Regions from separate parts of the Ovis aries genome. Here region 2 is linked to region 1. A link is a contact called in public Hi-C data. All regions are on one chromosome and are shown on one strand. The core of a region is the stretch at or near the end of the contact, and the rest is flanking DNA. Distances in the headings are between cores, read along the strand shown. Region 1 holds the start of LRRFIP2 (LRR binding FLII interacting protein 2). Region 2 holds the start of EPM2AIP1 (EPM2A interacting protein 1).

The links. Hi-C and Micro-C count contacts between places; a contact is called where the count stands out from the background.
Region 2: a Hi-C map of liver shows a contact between it and region 1, with 4 times the contacts expected there. The contact joins the promoter of EPM2AIP1 here to the promoter of LRRFIP2 in region 1. A contact is called at or near these places in 3 of 16 Hi-C or Micro-C datasets (hypothalamus, liver and skin fibroblasts).

The regions. Positions count from the first base shown.
Region 1 is chr19:10,381,393-10,387,722 of ARS-UI_Ramb_v3.0, forward strand. It overlaps LRRFIP2 (LRR binding FLII interacting protein 2), which reads left to right and starts at 4,426. Exons shown (of 25, transcript XM_060402076.1): 1 at 4,426-4,659. LOC121817208 (a long non-coding RNA gene) reads right to left here and starts at 4,420. Exons shown (of 2, transcript XR_006057000.1): 1 at 4,084-4,420.
Region 2 is chr19:10,577,471-10,583,645 of ARS-UI_Ramb_v3.0, forward strand. EPM2AIP1 (EPM2A interacting protein 1) reads left to right here and starts at 3,246. Exons shown (of 2, transcript XM_027958010.3): 1 at 3,246-5,973. The coding sequence starts at 3,347. The coding sequence ends at 5,173. It overlaps MLH1 (mutL homolog 1), which reads right to left and starts at 2,972. Exons shown (of 19, transcript XM_004018218.5): 1 at 2,745-2,972; 2 at 361-451. The coding sequence starts at 2,860.

The DNA.
Region 1 (6,330 bases), core at 3,176-5,675:
AGATAAAAGCACTTATTAGAAACACAGTACGTGTGGAAGAAACAAAGTATGTGTGGAAAAAACAAAATAGTATAGAGGGAGCACACAGGTGAGCTTGGAGCGAGTTGCCCCCAACAGGGTCGGCTTAGACTGTTAACACAGGGGCAGTTTTCGGGGAGGGGGGAGTTCTGCCCAGTCATCATCTCACTTGGTCCTGGTGTGGGCATGAATTTCGCAGCTGAGATGGATTCCAGCTGGTGACTTCTGCCTCCTTTGTCCTTCCACCAGACTGAGGGCCTTCTCTGCACGTGTGTCAGACTAAGAAACCCGTGAGAATGCACCCAGTCAGGGCTCAGTGCTCCTGTTGGTGCCGTATCTCGAAGCATCAGCAAGAGACCAGCTGCAGCTTCTCAGTCTGGGGTCTTCTACCTCCTCCTCACCCTCAGGCACCACATACCTACCCTTAGTAACACCTGAGGATTATAGAGTGAATTTTGTGTGATTATCTCCTTTACCAGACAGTAAGTTTCATGAGAGAAGACTTTCTTCTCACACAGCTTTCTTTTTACTCCTCCTTGAATCCCTAGCATCTGGGAAATAGATGGCACATAGGAAGAGCTTAATACTCATTTTAAAAATAGACCCTGTTGTGTTCCTATGTTACCAGTGAGAAACTGGGTGCCTGCTACACAGTAGGCAAGTAAGTTTGCTAAATGAGCCATAATACGAAGCATGTTTGATTACTCATTTACAGAGCATACAACACAGAAGAGCCATCACTTAATCATCGCGATGAGGCATTTATACAAAACTGATACCTACAACAAACTCCCTGATGCTGGGAAAGATTGAAGGCAAAAGGAGAAGGGGGCAGAAGAGGATGAGATTGTTAGATAGCTTCACTGCTTCAGTGTACATAAATCTGAGCAAACTCCAGGAGACACAAGGAAGCCTAGCGTGCTGCAGTCCATGGGGTCGTAAAGAGTTGAACATGACCTAGTAACCGAACAACACGAAACTCCAAACTCTTCCTTCTCATCATCCTTTCCTACATCACTGAGACTTAAGAAAGGAAATTACACTTCTCTTTCCTTTGTTTGCTGTCTGGTAGAGGAAAGGATGAGCTGCTCTCTCTAGGAGAATCCAAATGGAGTCAGAATTAGCCATGAGATATGGCTTCCAAACCAACAGATCATAGCATTCTCATGTGAATAATTAGATGTTTACAAACTTTTTCTCCCTTTTCTGTCAAGTGAGAACTTTCTCATTCCTTACTAGAAATCTCTTTGCAAATATTTCAGTGGTCAGAGGGTATATATTAAAACACACATTTGCAAGTTGTATAAATTTATAGGTTTATTAGAGCAGGAAGATATGGTACAATATAAGCAGAAAAAGCAAAAATCTTACATATAAATCACATTTTAAGTGTGTTGACTCACAAAATTTTTTAGTAAACTTGTAATTCTAGACAAGCACTGTGGCAAGCTTATTAATATTATCATTTGCTAATTTAGGAAAGAAAAAAGAGCCAAATATACCAAAAATGAATTGTTGCAAAATGGTTAAGTTTTTAATATGATGAAACACAGAAAGAAACTACTAATCAAAAGACAGTGAAATGTCAATTTCTTAGTTTTAATAATGTTTTATAGATATATAAGATGCTGCCAATGGGGGAAACTGGATAAAGAGTAAAGAGGTCTTTTCTGTATTATTTTTGTAACTTCTTGTGAGTCTATAATTCCCCTCCTCACCAAAAAAGGAAAGGAAGAAAAAGTAGTAAATCTAGATAAGAAAGCATTTTTGGAAACAGAACTTAAAGCAAATAAATGTAAACAAAGACAGTTGCTTTGCTAGGTTTCCACAGGTTTGTAAGGAGTTTTAAAAATTTTAAAAATGCTTCCAATGTGTGCTTACATACATACACTTTACTAATAAAAAGATTGGGCTCTGAAAAGTAGCATCCTATTTTTAATGTTTGAACTAATGTTTTCCAGAGAGCTGCGTAGAGTGAAACATAGCATTGTTTGCGAAAGTCAATTTTGTGAAAACCGCAAAAATGAGTATCTGCTCTTGAGAAAGGAAAACTTTTATGTCTTCACATCATCAAAGAAAAATGTGAAGGATTTGATATGAAATGAACAAAAATGTACAAATCCTACCACCTCATTGCTCAAAAAAACTTTTTCCTTCATCTATTACTATGTCCCTAAAGCAGCTAGCTCACATAGACCTGGGGGCATTCACATGTCAGAATATTCCATAAAGATCTGGGAACACATATTTTGGTGGAAAGAATGTGCAGGGAAAGACTGCTTGTGAAACAGTTCAGAGTGATGCATTTAGTAAGGATCCCCTTACAATAACAAAATGTTAGCATCAGAACATTCTTGGGAGCCTTCAAAAGACACATGTGAAACAAGTGAAATATTTCTTTTGGGTAACAGATGGCAAATATCCTACTGTGGGAGAAATAAAAACAGAAAATTTCCAAAATTGCCTTATAGCACTTTACCTTAAAGTATACTTTCATAATAAAATTACAAGAGCAACATAGACATTTGCTTTGCTGGATGCTTCGTTTATATTTCCCTCTTAAATATTAAAATTACAGCAACACGGCATAAAGTAAAAGGGGTATTGGGGCCAGAAAGACAAGAGTTTCAAATTCAGGTTCAAATTTCACATTCTCTCATCTACTAGTTTTGTTACCTTAGGCAAATCATTATTTCCCTGAATCTCAATGACTTTGCTACTAAAATGGGTATAGTAATTCCCATATCTCAAGGTTGGTCCTAGTACTGAAAGGGATAATATATTTAAGAGTTTAGTAGAATGTTGTGCCAATACTGTGTGAGCACACACACCCACACACGTATTTGTAGTATTTATTTGGCTGCACCAGGTCTTAGCTGTGGCTGGAAGGATCTTTTTCCTTGTTATTGTTATATGCCTGATGTTTTAGTTGTGGCATGTGGGATCTGTTAATAGTTCCCCAACCATGGATCTGAACCCCAGATCCCCTGCATTGGGAGCACGGAGTCTTAAGCACTGGACCACCACGGAAGTCCCTTCCAATCCTAATATCATTCCAAACAGTCTTTCCATTAATTATGCAGTCATATAAACTAATACTTAATAAACATTATTGGATTATTGGTATTATTCAGGTACCTGAATAGGTTCTCTCTTGCAAGTCTGCTTTTTAGTTTAACTGAGTTAGCAAAACACGTAATTAATCCTTTTATTCAGATCGTAACATAGTGTGATCTTTTGGGGACATTAAGCCCCTCTTGATCCCAGGTAAAAACAAGTTTCAATATTTGTTCACAGGTCTGAGAAAAACAGCGACATGGAAAGAGAAAGAGCGCGAGGTTAGAGACTTTGTCTTTCCAAGGCTGATGGTATGAGAATCCTCCTGCCATGAAGCCACCTGTTGGTGTCTCTCTGCCTAAAGACCACAGTTCCGTAATCCACGCCTCCCTCGCAGTGCCACACTCCAGCCCTCATGAACTCTGAAAGGTGAGCAAGCCTTCTGAAATCGCAGGGGTGGGCAGCACACAAACAGCCCTTAGAAGGTATTCGAGCCAGGCTCTTAACATGGAATCATGGGCTTATTCAGCGGGTCCTGGAACCTACTACTGTCCCGGATGTAAAGTTGTATCGAAGTGTTTTGTGCCTTCTTCTCAGGAGGCTGCCCAACTGCCACTTCCCTCTGGAGGTCTTCTCCTGCCAGAGGTCTCGCCTACAGGATCTCTCATCACTTTGTGTATCACCTGCGGAGTCTCACCGCAATCTGTCATTACCTTATTTGCTTAAATCCGTCCACCCCACTAGAAGATGAGCTTCCCAAAGAGCAGGACCTCTGGTCTTTCTCCAGGGCCCTGAAGCCGGTGGATCTCGACTGAGACTCTCGGACTGAATGACAGCTCCGAATCCATCAGATATTGAACGGACTCTTTTCCCCCCAGCCCCGCCCCCAGCATTCTTCACCGGAAATCATTTCAAAATCATTCATTTTGGAAATAAAGCTTCCAGCGCTTCGGCCGCACCCACCCACCTACGTTCCAACGGTTAGAACTGCCGCCCCGGCCCACTCACCCAAGCCCTCTAGGCCGGACAGTTTAGAGGTGACCGAGGCAGGGGTAGCCGCCAACGGGCACGCGCATCAGTTCACATTCCCGACCCCCGTCCTGGGGGCGGAGGGGCGGGGTGGACCGCGCGGACCTGGAGGAACCACCTCAGGAGGCCGCCCCAGCCACCACCCTACTCGGGGTCCCCACTCTCTTCTGCGGCGGCACGCAGCCGGCCGCGGGGGGTTAAGCCCGTCGCGCAGCGCGCGCCGCCGCGACCACAAGTACTTCCGGGTGAGCGGGTCGCCGACCCTGTGGCCCCGCCCCTCCTCCGCCTCCGCCGCCCGCCGCTCGGGCTGCGGCTCCTCCCGGGGGCCGGTTCCCGCTGTCTCAGCCGCGGCGCCGAGGGGACACCGGCGTGACTGACTGACCGGCCGTAGGCGCCGGGAGCCGCCGCGTCCTGCCCGGCCCGCCTGGCCGGGGACCTGGGACCGAGTCTACCTTCCGCGCCCCTCGCCCTTAGCTCCGGCAGGCTCCCGGTCGGCGAGCCGCGCTCCGGCCCTTCCCGGCGGCGCCCGCAGCCACAGCCCGCGCCCGAACACAGGTAAGGGCCGCTCCTCCCGCCAGCCTTGGCGGGGAGCGGGGCCCGCGCTTCCCGGCCTCTGCAGCTCGGCGAAGTCCGCGCTGCCGCCGACCTCTGCTGGGGGCCAGGCCCCCTCCAGCGGGCCCCGGGGTCGAGGTCGCCCCCTGCCTGCGGCGTCCTCGGGCATCACGCCGGGTCTCGAACGCGCAGCCTCGATCCGCGAGCGGGGACGGCGATACTTCCATTGTGGGAGAAATGAACTCGGGCCGCTGTCTCTGCTCTTTGGGTGCTAGGGCTCCTCCTCCCTCTCCACTCCCTCGGTCTGTCCCCGGCCGGCCACCCGGGGAAAGGTGTCAGGCTGGTGGAGGGCGTAGAGCTTGTATGAGATTTTTTTTTTTTTTCCCCTTCCTCCTTGACCCGAACTGAATGAAGCAGGAGCAGAACAAGCGCTTGTTAGGAGTGTCAGGGTTAATGCTTGACTACGGCCAGGCGTTATTCACACCCAGATTGTTAAGTTATATAGCTCCAGCCGGGCCTGCTTCTCGTGCCCGTGGGTATGTTGCTGGAAGCCAAAGGACCTAAGGAAACCCATCTCTTGTTCTTTCTTCGACGGGGAGGGGAAAAAAAGTTCAAGTGTTTGCTTTGGTTTTTCTACCGTGGGATATACAAATATCAGGCTGTGGAGACCTGGCCAGGGAAATAATGGGATCCTAAACTTAAACTGCTTGTAGCTCTTTTTTCTTAGAGTTTCCATTTAATGACTCAGCACTTATGCCCTAAAAAGAAAAAGTGTAGTGTAGGTTCATTGATTGAAGGATAAGTGTGAGGATAACAGTGTCCATTACTTTTTCACGGCATCACAATGGGAGGAGAATGGGGATGCGGTAGTGGAACCAGAGAGATGGAGGGCAGGGTGTGGATGAATCAGGTCTTAATTAGTGTTTAAAATAAGTGTTTCAAGATTAAATGTTTATTTTGGGGATGCATCTGTTTGGAGAGGTGCAATTGTTGGAAAAGGCAAAGTGTTGCAGATAAGTTACTTGGCAGGAACTTGAGGTTGCTGTGGTTTGAAGGTCTTACAGAATTAACTTAGTTTAACCAACTTCATGCTGTGTTCAACACATGTAGAGATGATGACTATTATACTCATGTAGAATAAGAATTTCAGAAAGTGTGATTCATTGAGGAAGTTAGGTCACTCGCTGTGTGAATGAATCATTGATAGGGTTCTTAAACTTGGAATAGAGGAAAGTTTGAGGTTTGTTACTGCCTGTTTAATTAGATACCTTCACTCCTAGGAAGTGTTGCATTGAGGCTTTTGTTAGGTTTGTTGCTTCATAATTATTGTCATGAAGTATAGTAGAGAAACAAATAGTGGACTTTTGCAGAAGCTTTAGGATTTAGAACAGTTAGTTCCTAAGTGGATTGTTGTGATTTTACCCACTCTAGGAAGATAAATGTCTAGAAACAAAATAAATGCCAGTGAAAAGGACAGCTACCATCATTAAGGTAGGAAAAAGTTCACTCAAAGAATCTGCAGTACAGAAAACAAGCAGTCGTTTGAGGGAAAGACCTTACCCATTTGGGAAAATCTGCCCTTAAAAAGGTGGAATGAGACTTTATACGTGCTCAGTTGTGTCCAGCTCTTTGTGACCCAGCGGACTTTAGTCCATCAGACTCCAGAGTCCAATC
Region 2 (6,175 bases), core at 1,996-4,495, 190 kb after region 1:
CCTCTCCTGCTACTCTTGCACTCCCCCCACCACCCTGTTCTAGGCACCCCAAGCTCCTTGCTAGTCCTTCAGCATGTCAGGCAAGCTCTCATTTTGCCGTTTTTGTGTGTATCGTTCTCTCTGCTCAGAACACTCAACCTTTAAACGGCCTCATGACTCGATCCCTGACCTCCTTACTCTCCTAAACACTGCCTGGCATGGCATAGGTATTCAATAAATATTTATTGTTGGTGTTGAAGTTCTCAAACAATCCCATCCATAAAAGCCTGAAGTTTCCAGAACAGGGCAAAGTTCCACCACTTCCTGCAGATGCAACACAAGAAGCACACAAACATCCTGCTGCTCTGAGGTTTTACTCACCCTGATCCCAGTGCCATTGTCTTGAATCTGAATCAACTTCAGGCCTCCCTCTTTAACAACCACTTGAATACTTGTGGATTTTGCATCTAAACTGGCAAATCAAACAAAAAATAGTAATTTATCAGTCTGCAGTTACTCTCCAATGCACATATTTTAAAATGAATCAAGGCATAAGAACAAATTTCAGACAAATACAAGACAGATGAATGTGTTTTTCTTTTGTCTTAAAGGCTCTGAGACCACAATGTTATCAGCTTACATGTTGTGAGAGAGGGAGGGAAAGAAGACAAGGGGAGAGGGGGCAGCCATCACTTCCAATAGGACATTCAGCGATATTTCTGCTCCTCTAGTTCTAAACTAATTACCATCTATTACTCAAACTTTATTCAGCCCCAGGATCCTACATGACCCTTATAAAATGTCACTGAGTAAAAAATTCTATAAGTTTTTCTCCACTAGCCTCTTTATGAAAAGATATGTTAGGAGAAAGAAAAAAAGGATGCTGCAGAAAATTAAATACACCTTATTACCCCTTCAAAGAATAGCCTACAAGCATAGAGCATCTATAGAGCAAGAGAAAATAAATCAGCCTGGGGCTGCATGAGAAAGAGAAGTTACCTCCTCCTTAGGAAGACAATTATTTATTCAGAAATAAGATAATAAGTTACTTAAATATCAAAGAACTTACTCAGGAGTCCCTGAATTGAAGTTTCATTTAGCCACCTCAACTTGTCTATTAAAAACAGCAGAGCTAGACTCCATATAATTTCTTAAGTGTAAGCCAGTGTGTAGTGTTCCTGAACGGTACCTCAACACACTTAAATTGCTGTTAGTTAATTCTAAAATTGGAGAACAAAAGCCAGCCTTTGCCAACTATGTAAGTAAAGTCAAAAGGAGAGACAATGCTCAGGTTCCCTGCTTCTTCTTTGGTCCACCTTCTAATTCTCTTCCTTTCTTCTGGTGGTCCTTTCTGACCCACTGTTCTTTCATTACCCCCATGGTTGTTTATGTTCTCAGAAGAATCCCTTTACAAACCTTCCAACTGGAGCATTTTTTTTCCCCTTTAACGTATGGATTGTATTAACATCAATGCATTTTTTAAAAAAATATTTGGCTGCACCAGGTCTTAGCTTGCAGCACACAGGATCTTTAGTTGCAGCATGTGGCATCTGGTTCCCTGGCCAGGGATTGAACCCCAGCCCTCTGCACTGGGAGGTCGGAATCTTAGCCACTGGACCACCGGGAAAGCCCCACATCAATGCATTTCAACACAAAAGATCCGACACATTTAGGTATACTACGAGCCTCTGTCCTTTCTGAAGTTTAGTTTACACCTAACCTTCTTTCCACGTTTTTAACCTCTTCCCTCCACAATGGTTGTGTGACAGTTCTAAACTTCAGAATTCCCGGAATACCCCCAAAAGATAAGGGATCTTCAAAGTGACTCTGCAAAAAGGGTAAGAAAATCCTAAGTGGGTGATTGGAAAGAATAGCACTGAAACATGTATATTATCACACGTGAAACATATCACCAGTCCCGGTTCAATGCATGAGACAGGGTGCTCAGGGCTGGTGCACTGGGATGATCCAGAGGGATGGGATGGGGAGGGAGGTGGGAGGGGGATTCAGGATGGGGAACACATGTACACCCATGCCTGATTCATGTCAATGTATGGCAAAACCACTACAATATTGTAATTAGCCTCTAATTTAATTAATTTTAAAAATCCTAAATGGGGACTGCTGCTGCTGCTGCTGCTGCTGCTAAGTCGCTTCAGCCGTGTCCGACTCTGTGCGACCCCATAGACGGCAGCCCACCAGGCTCCTCGTCCCTGGGATTCTCCAGGCAAGAACACTGGAGTGGGTTGCCATTTCCTTCTCCAATGCATGAAAGTGAAAAGCGAAAGTGAGCTAACCTGGCAATAATAGGAAAATCACAAATTAAACCCTAAGTTCACTGTTCTCTCCTAAAATCCCAGCAATTAAGTTTGAATATAACTCAAAGTGAATTGTACTGCTGAACGTAGATGGATGACTTCAGGAATAAGCAAGAAACTGATACCGTTTGAAAGAAGAAAGGAATTTAAATTATAAAACTTTTAGACATTCAAAAACTTGCACCTTCTGCATATATAGTTTTTAAAGGGTTTCTTAGTTAATAGCATCATTAAAACAATACTGGTTTACTGTCCTTGCTCCCCCAACAACCCTAAAGTCTCGCGACAACGCTCGAGGACACGTGAGGGGAGCAGACAGCAGCCTGGGCCTCCGCCGCCGCCGCAACCACACATTCTTGGGTTCAGGGCAGGGAGGCGTGTCCGCGCTATCCGTAGCAGCGGTCCGTTATGTAGTGGCCTTGGAGAAAGCCTTGACTCCCTTCGTACCAGTTCTCAATCATTTCCTTGATGGCATTAGCTGGCCGCTGGATAACTTCCCCTGCCGCGATGCGGTTCACCACTGTCTCGTCCAGCCTCCGGATAACCCCCGCTACAAGCGACATTTTGGCGCCAGACGATCCCGGGTCACGCCGTGAAGCTCACTGGAAGTACCTCCAGCCAATCTCCATACAGTTTCTTGCCCACGTCCTTCCCTCAATCCTGTTGACGAAATCCAGACTAACCCTCGGGCGGTAGCGTCACTTCCGGACCAGGAAGCTACTGATTGGGCAGCTCTAATGCCCGTGAAGTCCGTGATTCCGGTTTCTTAGTCCCGCCCTAACACGGCTTCCGTTCGCCTCGCAGCTAGAAGGATGTGCGCCTGCGCGCTTGCAATCGCTGCCTGCTCTTTCTATTGGCTCCTGCCTGGGGCTAGGGGATACGAAATCTCCAGCCAATAGGAAAGGACGCGCGGGTGCCCCAGGTTGGTGTCCGCCGCTGGGGTGATTTGGCGCAGAGCGGAGGAGGCGCTTGGGGCCCCTCTTCTGCTCCTCCTTCCCCTTTGCTTGCGGCCTCCCAGAGGTCGGCCCATCTCCTGTGGCCTCCGTGAAATGTGGATGACGCCCAAGAGGAGCAAAATGGAAATCGACGAGTCTCGGGCGTTCCGGGCCGAGTGGACCCAGCGGTACCTGGTGGTGGAGCCTCCGGAGGGCGAGGGCGCCCTGTGCCTGGTCTGTCGCCGCCTGGTCGCAGCAACGGGCGAACCCGACGTCAAGCAGCACTACGAGGCCGAGCACGAGTACTACGAGCGGTATGTAGCGGAGGACGAGCGCGCGGCGCTGGTGGAGCGTCTGCGTCGGGGCGACTTGCCGGAGGCCGCCCCGCTCACTCCGGAGCAGAGAATAGCTCGTGCAGGCCTGGGACTCGCCCGCCTCTTGGCCTTGAAGGGTTGCGGCTGGGGCGAGGGGGACTTTGTGCACCGGTGCATGGCGGTGATGCTGAGAGACGTGCTGCCCGACCACGTAGGCGTTATGGATGGCATCGATTTATCTCCAGAGACCACGCGGCAGAGGGTCCTGGACATTCACCAGAATCTACGCAGTCAACTTTTTAACCGAGCCAAGGAATTTAAAGCCTATTCCCTTGCCTTGGACGACCAAGCTTTTGTGGCCTATGAGAACTACCTGCTGGTCTTTGTCCGCGGCGTCAGCCACGATTTGGAAGTGCACGAAGAGCTTCTGACCATAATCAACTTGACTCATCACTTCAGTGTTGGCGCCCTCATGGCGGCAATCCTTGAGGCCCTGCAGACGGCCGGGCTTAGCCTGCAGCGCATGGTTGGACTGACCACGACCCACACTCTGAGGATGATCGGTGAGAACTCAGGACTGGTGTCATACATGAGAGAAAAGGCTGTAAGCCCCAACTGTTGGAATGTGATCCACTATTCGGGATTTCTTCACTTGGAACTGTTGAGCTCCTACGATGTGGATGTTAATCAGATCATAAATGCCGTATCTGAATGGATAGTTTTGATTAAGACCAGAGGCGTTAGGCGGCCGGAATTTCAGGCTTTACTGACTGAATCTGAATCAGAGCACGGTGAAAGGGTTAACGGACGCTGTCTAAACAACTGGCTTAGGAAAGGGAAGACTTTGAAACTAATATTTTCCTTAAGAAAAGAGATAGAAACATTCTTGGTCTCGATAGGAGCCACGACGGTCCATTTCACAGACAAGGAATGGCTCTGTGACTTCGGCTTCCTGGTGGATATTATGGACCACCTTGGAGAAATCAGCGAACTACTGAGAGTGAACAGAGTCTTCGCTGCCGCCGCCTTTGACCATATCTGTGCCTTTGAGGTGAAGCTGAATTTACTTCAGAGACAAGTCGAAGAAAAAAATCTGACCCATTTTGCTGCCTTGAGCCAAGTGGTTGATGAGCTTAAAGAGAATCTTCAAGAAGATGAAAAAATACTCGATCTTGAGAGGTATCGAGGGGTGATCTGTCGCCTACAGAAAGAGTTTGAGCGACATTTCAAGGACCTCAAGTTCATTAAGAAGGACTTAGAGCTTTTTGCTAATCCATTTAGCTTTAAACCTGAATATGCACCTATTTCAGTAAGGGTGGAACTCACAAAACTTCAGGCAAGTGCTAACCTTTGGGAGGAATACAGAACCAAAGATTTAGGGCAGTTCTATGCTGGACTGTCTGCGGAATCTTACCCGATTATCAAAGGGGTTGCCTGTAAGGTGGCATCCTTGTTTGATAGCAGCAAAATCTGTGAAAAGGCTTTTTCATATTTGACTCGAAACCAACACACTTTGAGCCAGCCTTTGACAGACGAACACCTCCACGCCCTGTTTCGGATTGCCACCACTGAAATAGAGCCGCGCTGGGATGATCTTGTGAGAGGAAGAAATGAATCCAATCCATAAACTGTTGTAGTACAACATTGAAATACTCAACAAGAATCCAATTCTAAAAGCAAACATCTGTTTGATTTTCAAGTGTGCTAATTTGGATTGTGGGAAGGCATCATGTTCTTCATCAAAATTGATCACAATTGACACGCTTTAGACAGATTTTTTTTTTTTCCCATCTCGAGGCAGCGTGGGACTGACACCTGCAGATACCTTTTTTTTCTAAAACAGAATTTCATGGCAAAGTCATTATCTTTTGCTTTTATGATATAATTGTTTTTTTAAAAGTTTAGTACTAAAATGTGAGTTGAATCAGAAGTCTGTTTTTAAGGTGTCTCGAAGAAGCTTTTGCTCTTATTTTAACCAAAAAAGTGTTAAAATTCTGATGCGTATAGTCTGAAAGTATCAGCTTCTTAAATATATGTTTGAGCCAGTTTGCAGAAACTCACACGGCAACTGCAGAAGCTTCTGCAAAGGAGGAGCGAACATACAGTAGAGGTGTTTTGTCTAATTATCAAAATGTTGGAGACTATTTTTTTTCTAGACATGTTTCTGAGTCTAAAGTAAATATATTTACTTACTTTAGACATATTTCCTGTCTCTCACCTTCCCTTGCCCCGTGGTAGCGATAATGATAGACAGGAAATTTTACTCAGTTTGAGTAAAGTTTTAGTCAGAGGAGCAAGAATTGTTTTAAATTGCTGGTTTAAGAGGCTTTTACAGTTTGGAGATCAGACTAACCAATTTTTGGCAGTTTCCCCTGAATGCTTCACAGCCGAGTGCCGTTTTTATGAGCTTGCCTGTAGAAGACTATGGTAAGTATAGACTCTTAGGGGCTGCCCACTAGTCATTCTTTTTTGTACTCTAGACAGTTTAGCCCTGTCAAAAAGGATGAGAAAGAGAAGATGTTTGCATCACAGGATCAGGAGGTGTGAGCTATTTTAGCTTATTTGTCCCATCGGCCTGGGTGCTACGGCTTTATAAAGAAATCTGCTAAAAGGCAATCCTTTATTTTAA